2 separate regions of the Mus musculus genome follow, and region 1 is linked to region 2. Evidence: chromatin contacts called from public Hi-C data. All regions are on one chromosome and are shown on one strand. Each heading gives the region's core, a stretch centred on a gene start, on an enhancer-like site or on the middle of the called end of the contact. The rest is flanking DNA. Distances are from core to core; before and after follow the strand shown. Region 1 has its middle 15 kb from the start of Gm3716. Region 2 has its middle 13 kb from the start of Gm31363.

Region 1 (2,700 bases), core at 110-2,609, 190 kb after region 2:
TTTTTATGTGTGGTGTTTGCTAGTAAGAAGGTCATTAGCTTCGTGGCAAGCCGTGGAAGATACAAAGTGTCTGAAGGTGGGTGCCCCAGGGCTCCGGGTTTACGTTAACCATTCTACATTTTCTGATTTGTAAAAATCATATTAAAATATATTTTTCCATGAAAAAACGTCCCAGTATTTAAAATAACCTTTCTTTAAAGTGAAGACATCTAAGGAATCTAAACAATGTGTGAATCTATGAAAATGGGGGTGGAAAGGATTGCTCCCATCTTCTGAGGAAGAGAGAGACTGGTTGAACCAAAACTAATAGGACTTCCCTTTACTGAAGTGACTTTCAGTTACCCTACCCTCAGAACAGGCAGTTGAATCTGGACCTTTCCAAATTGTCAACGAATGAAAAAAAGTAGACAAATTGAGAGCAATGAACATTTGGGATCTGGAGTGGGGTGGGTATAATTAGTGTGAAATGTGCTAAGTGTTTCCACTGGTTTCTGGGGGGTTTTAAAACTTTATTTTCGGTGATTCATGGGCCACAAATCATTGAAAATACTAAAGAGGAAAAGAAGCCAGAGGGTAACTGCATAAACACCCCCTCAGCTTTCAATAAAATTCCACAGCAGCATTTGGAAGGAGGGGTTTGCCCCCAGTATGGTAATAGTTATCAACCCCAATAACATTGAGGGGAAAAAATACAACTCCAAGTGTTTGCCCTACTGAACATTGATCAATTAGAGAGCATCACTCTCTCATAAAAGGGGACGCCATAGTCACTAATGTAATTGAGTTTGCAGGATGGAAGCAAGGCTAACCCGACCACACGCTCCATATATTCTCCATTATGAAATTCCAGCTGATGGCTAGTGTTACCACAAGATGCCATGCCAGGCCCAGAATTACCCAGTGTGGTGGGCTCTGTGACCTAACCTAATATCCTGCTGAATTTGCCTAGGCAAACATTCTACTAGAGTCACTTTTAGCGAAGGGTTTTCAGATCTGAAACCACACAGTTGGATGGGAAAGTCCCCATTTTCTTCAGTGAGAAGGGCTCTTATAGAAAGATGCTGGGATTTCAAAATCAATGGCAAAGCCAGGCTGGCAAAAGCTGAATTAGCAGCTGCTCTGTGGGATTGCTATTGCTTGTACGCCCCCATCCCCACCCCAACCCTCCCCCCACCACCAACGACCTCCTTCTGGCACTGGCTTTGAAGTCCCCTGCACACCTGTGTAGATTATAAAACAAGGAGGCTGAGCTTCCACACCCAAACTCTAAATTCACAATGCACCTCAACAGTTAAGACATGCCCTCCAGCGTCTTGTGTAAAAGTTAAACCCAACCTTGATCTAATCTCCTGAAGTGGTTAACCCTTGCCCGGATTTAGCACACACTCCCAGTGCCAGGGAGAGAGAAGTCTCGCTATCAGAAACTTACATCACTGGGGCAAGCGCGCCTTTGGGATAGGTGCCCTCAGAACCCTAGCAGACCCCTATTCTTTTTAGTTCCCTTTTCTGGGACTAAGAGTGGTTAAGATTGAAGAACCCAGTGGCTCCCCCACCCAACTCTTTATCTTCTTGGATTTTGAATGAGATTGCAAAAAAAGAACCATTCTCCTAGTCGCCTGTGTCACGGCTTTGTCCCTATGCTTTTTGAGTTGAAACTCAAGATCCTCCCTAGCTCTCATCCTGGAGGAAGAAGCGTTGGAGTCTGTAGGCAATAGGTTAGGTCTGGGTTGGATTGAGGTAAAGAGAGCAGGCAGCTGGAGGTGGGGGTGGCTCACAGAGCGGCTGTACAGGCTGGGCGCAGACCAGGAAGGGAAGTACAGAGAAGAGCTTGATTGGGAGCCAACGCTTGCCTCTGGCAAGAAGCGCCTCGCAAACCTCCCGCTGGGGTGGGACCCGGTCTTGGCTCAGCCAGCCCAGGTCCTGCAGGTGCTGGCAGAGAAGTGGCTGCACCTGGCTCAGGAGGGTGTGTCAGAGGAAACCACAGCAGGCACCTGGTTCTGATCCCATGCCACACCCTGACCCCTCTGTTGAACTCCCTGCTCCTTCTGCGGAGTCCAAGGGTCTCTCTTCCCAGTCCACTTCTCAATCTGGCTTTGCCGTGGCTCTGGACCTTCGACAGCCACCCGCAGGGTATAAGACCGCTCCAGTTCCATCTCTGCAAGGGCTGTTGAGTAGCTTAGCTCTCTTCTAGCTCCTGAGTAGTCAGAGTTCTTTCCTTCCTGAGCCCCCTATCTACTGTTTTTCAACCTTTCCTTAAAAACACCAGAAACAGCAGTAAGTTCTTCCTCGATAGCAAGAACCCAAGTTTCTTCTGAAAGAATTCGTTGGTTTCTTTGGGAAAGAATCTGCTGTGGAGGTGTGAGGAGGCGAAAAGAGGTGGATTGTCAGAGGAAGCTACATAATGAAGATACTCCATAGGTGTATGCACACATGTACATACATACATACAAGCATACATACATACTTACGTACATAATACATACTTGCACACACATACAAGAAAATTAATGTAATAAATAAAAGAACTCTTTGCCACCATGCTTTCAGTCTTTGGTTCTAGTTTTTATGAATAGGAGAAAAAAAATCACAATATGTCAGAGACTTGGCCAAGCTCCTCAGTGAATTTAACTCGCCCAGGGATAGATCCCCAGAGGATGCTAGGGAACATCTTTCTGTCAGTCTTTCTGTCCTTGACTACTC
Region 2 (2,700 bases), core at 18-2,517:
TCTTGTACAGAAGATCTTTTGGGACATCATGACCTGTTGAAGATAAGACCCCAGTAGGAACTGGCACATCCTCCATTGGGGACACATTCCTCAGGCCCTGTGTTGCAGGAGGCCATCGTGACATGCCAGCACTTTCTGCGGCTTCCTTCCCACAACCTTATGGGAGTCTGCTTTGCCCACAGATGTGTGCTTGCCGTCTAGCTCGGTGTCTGGCACATGGGAGGAGTTCAACAAATATTTGTTAAGTGAATACATGGAAAATACTGGAACACTAAAAGTCTGCTCTTGCCAGGAGAATTTCAAAGCCCTTTTATATTAACAAATGTAAGAACTCCAAAATCGCCGAGCATTTGTGGATCTGAGAGGAAGGGAGGCTGGGTGCCCACAGGGTTTTGGCAGCAGTGTTGAATGTCTGGGAGCAGAGGTGGCAGGTGTGGTGGCCAGCCCAGCCCTGCAGTGGCATTAGCCTGGGGCTGGTCAGATGCTGTAGTGTATCCATCAGAATTTTAGTGAGGAGCTGATGGCATGTTCACGCTGGCTCAGTTCAGGAGGGTTTAAAGGATGTCTTATAAGAATGACCAGGGTGTAGTAAAGCCACCAGAGGGTGGAAGAAAGTCTGAGTGATATCCAATAGGGCTCTTACCATCCCCGGGGCTGAGAAGGATGGAGTGGATTTGGGGGCTTGGGGGAGGGGCTGCCTTGTAAAGAAGCAATGGCCATCCTGTAACAACATTTATAGAGGACCCTAAGAGAGCTCTCCCTGACTCACTTCCTATCTCAAGGTTTCCTGTTGTGCTTACCCAACAAGGTTCCTAAACCCGGTGGAGTCCAGTTGTAGCAAGTCATCCAGGGCATCTATGGGTGGGGAAGGGGGATCAGGGGTGTGACAGGGATGCAGGCCCTGCAGGAGATTCTGACTGCAGAGTACAGCTCGTGAAGTCACTATTGGTCACGTGAACTGAAATTAGAAAGCACAGAAGTGTCAGGATGCGTAGGGCTGAAACTGACGCAGGGTGGAGTGCCGGGCGGGGCTGGGAGCTCACTCACTCAGGGTGCACACACTTCATCCTTATTAATGATCTGTATGATACGATCGTCTTGCGGGAGATTGGCCAGGATGATCAGATGACAAGGTGTTACAACCCCTTGGAGAGAGAAACTAATGAAAGACTTGTCAGTGGAAAATGCCCCTGGACTTAAGGACAGGATCTAACAGATGAGAGCTGGCAGCGTGGGGCAGTGTGATTCAAAGCACACACATCTTTCAGGAGGCAGAAAACAGGAAGGGCAAGCTGTAAGCATCCATGGGTAAGACAGAGGGGAACTGGGCACGAGAAGCGCCAAGCTTGCTGGGGATTTTGATAGAAGAAAAAAAAAAAAATCTGTGCTGGGTGATTCATTCAAAGAGTGCACCTGTTTGCCTGGCGACCTTGGGGTTAATGACTCAGGCCTGAGAAAGAAGGACACAGAATTCAATCTACATAATGTAGGATGTCCTAATGAAGGTCACTCAGAAAACTCAAAGTAGATGGATAACTTCCTGGAACAAAACTAAAATAGACATTTCCCTTTCTGTTTATTCGTTGAACAGAGTCTTGCTGTATAGCTCCGGCTGGCTTGGAACCCCCATGATTTTCCTGTCTCAAGCTCCCAAATGCTGGGATGACAGAAGTGAGCCATCACTTCGGTTTCTTCCACATTTTTACCACTCTCATTGACTTGCAATTTGACTTCAAAGACTGTAAGCTACAGGACGAGCCTCTAAGCTATGCCTGAAAAGACATCTCCTTAGCCAGGCCTTTGTGACACACCCCTTTGATCTCAGTACTTGGGAGGCTGAGATAGATGGATCTCTGAGTTCAAGGCCAGCCTGCTCTACAGAGGAAGTTCTAGGACAGCCAGGGCTACACAGAGAAATGCTGTCTCAAAAATAAAAGTAAAAAAATTAAAAAGAGAGAAGAAAAGATACTCCTTGTAAAATCTGTTGTAATGGCTCCAAGATACAAGTGGCCCGCAAACTGAGTGCAAAAAAGTAGTTAAAAAACAAAACAAAAGTGCTGACTGTTAAAAACTAAATGTTATAAAGAATTTTAATAACATGTTAAATGTGTTTTGAGATATGCAAGTCTACCATCTCATTCTAGTTACATGCATGCACACATGCATGAACATGCATGCATAGAGGCATACATGCGCACACACACACACACACACACACACGAACACACACCAAAGTGGATGTGTAAGATCACCATGAAATCATTAAAGATGATCAAACATGATTTAGAAATGATGCCAATTTTTGTCTGTCTTTCCTTCCTCTTTGCTTCCTTCCTTTTCTCTTCCTGTCATTTCTTTCCTCTCCATTCTCTCTTTTAAAACAAACAAACAAAAAGGTCTCATGTAGTTCAGGCCAGCCTGGAGCAAAGGCTGGCTTTGAACCTCTAATCCTCTTGCCTTCGACTACCAAGTGCTGGTATTACAGGCAATAATACCCCTATGCCTGGTTGTCCCCACCCCACCCCCCCGCCCTTATTAACACTCCCTAAATCTCTACAGTGGCCGCACAATCCTTTGTAGCATGAGAGTCACCTGTTCTAATCCCCAGTCTTTTCTCATCTCTCTTGCAAAACATAATAAGCTCAGACATTGTGCTGAATAGTTGGGAACAAGACAGATACACAGAGGTGCTCAGAGAGC

Evidence for each region. A called contact is a pair of places that touch in the nucleus more often than the background predicts.
Region 1: a contact with region 2 is called in a Hi-C map of epidermal suprabasal cells, with 4 times the contacts expected there. The contact joins two enhancer-like sites. A contact is called at or near these places in 1 of 39 promoter capture datasets (the SN4741 cell line), 1 of 15 datasets of contacts at CTCF or cohesin (the NIH/3T3 cell line), 2 of 484 Hi-C or Micro-C datasets (epidermal suprabasal cells and urothelial organoids) and 1 of 115 datasets of contacts at active chromatin or transcription factors (pancreatic cancer cells).

The regions. Positions count from the first base shown.
Region 1 is chr5:64,624,697-64,627,396 of GRCm38.p6, forward strand. No RefSeq gene overlaps it. Among named protein-coding and RNA genes, the nearest start is that of Gm3716, 15 kb to the left of the region's middle. Within about 2 kb of position 1,360, at least 100 of the 459 cell types and tissues checked have an H3K27ac peak or open chromatin away from gene starts, as enhancers often do. A contact at or near this core is called in epidermal suprabasal cells, where this site is marked.
Region 2 is chr5:64,437,589-64,440,288 of GRCm38.p6, forward strand. No RefSeq gene overlaps it. Among named protein-coding and RNA genes, the nearest start is that of Gm31363, 13 kb to the right of the region's middle. Within about 2 kb of position 1,268, at least 52 of the 459 cell types and tissues checked have an H3K27ac peak or open chromatin away from gene starts, as enhancers often do. A contact at or near this core is called in epidermal suprabasal cells, where this site is marked.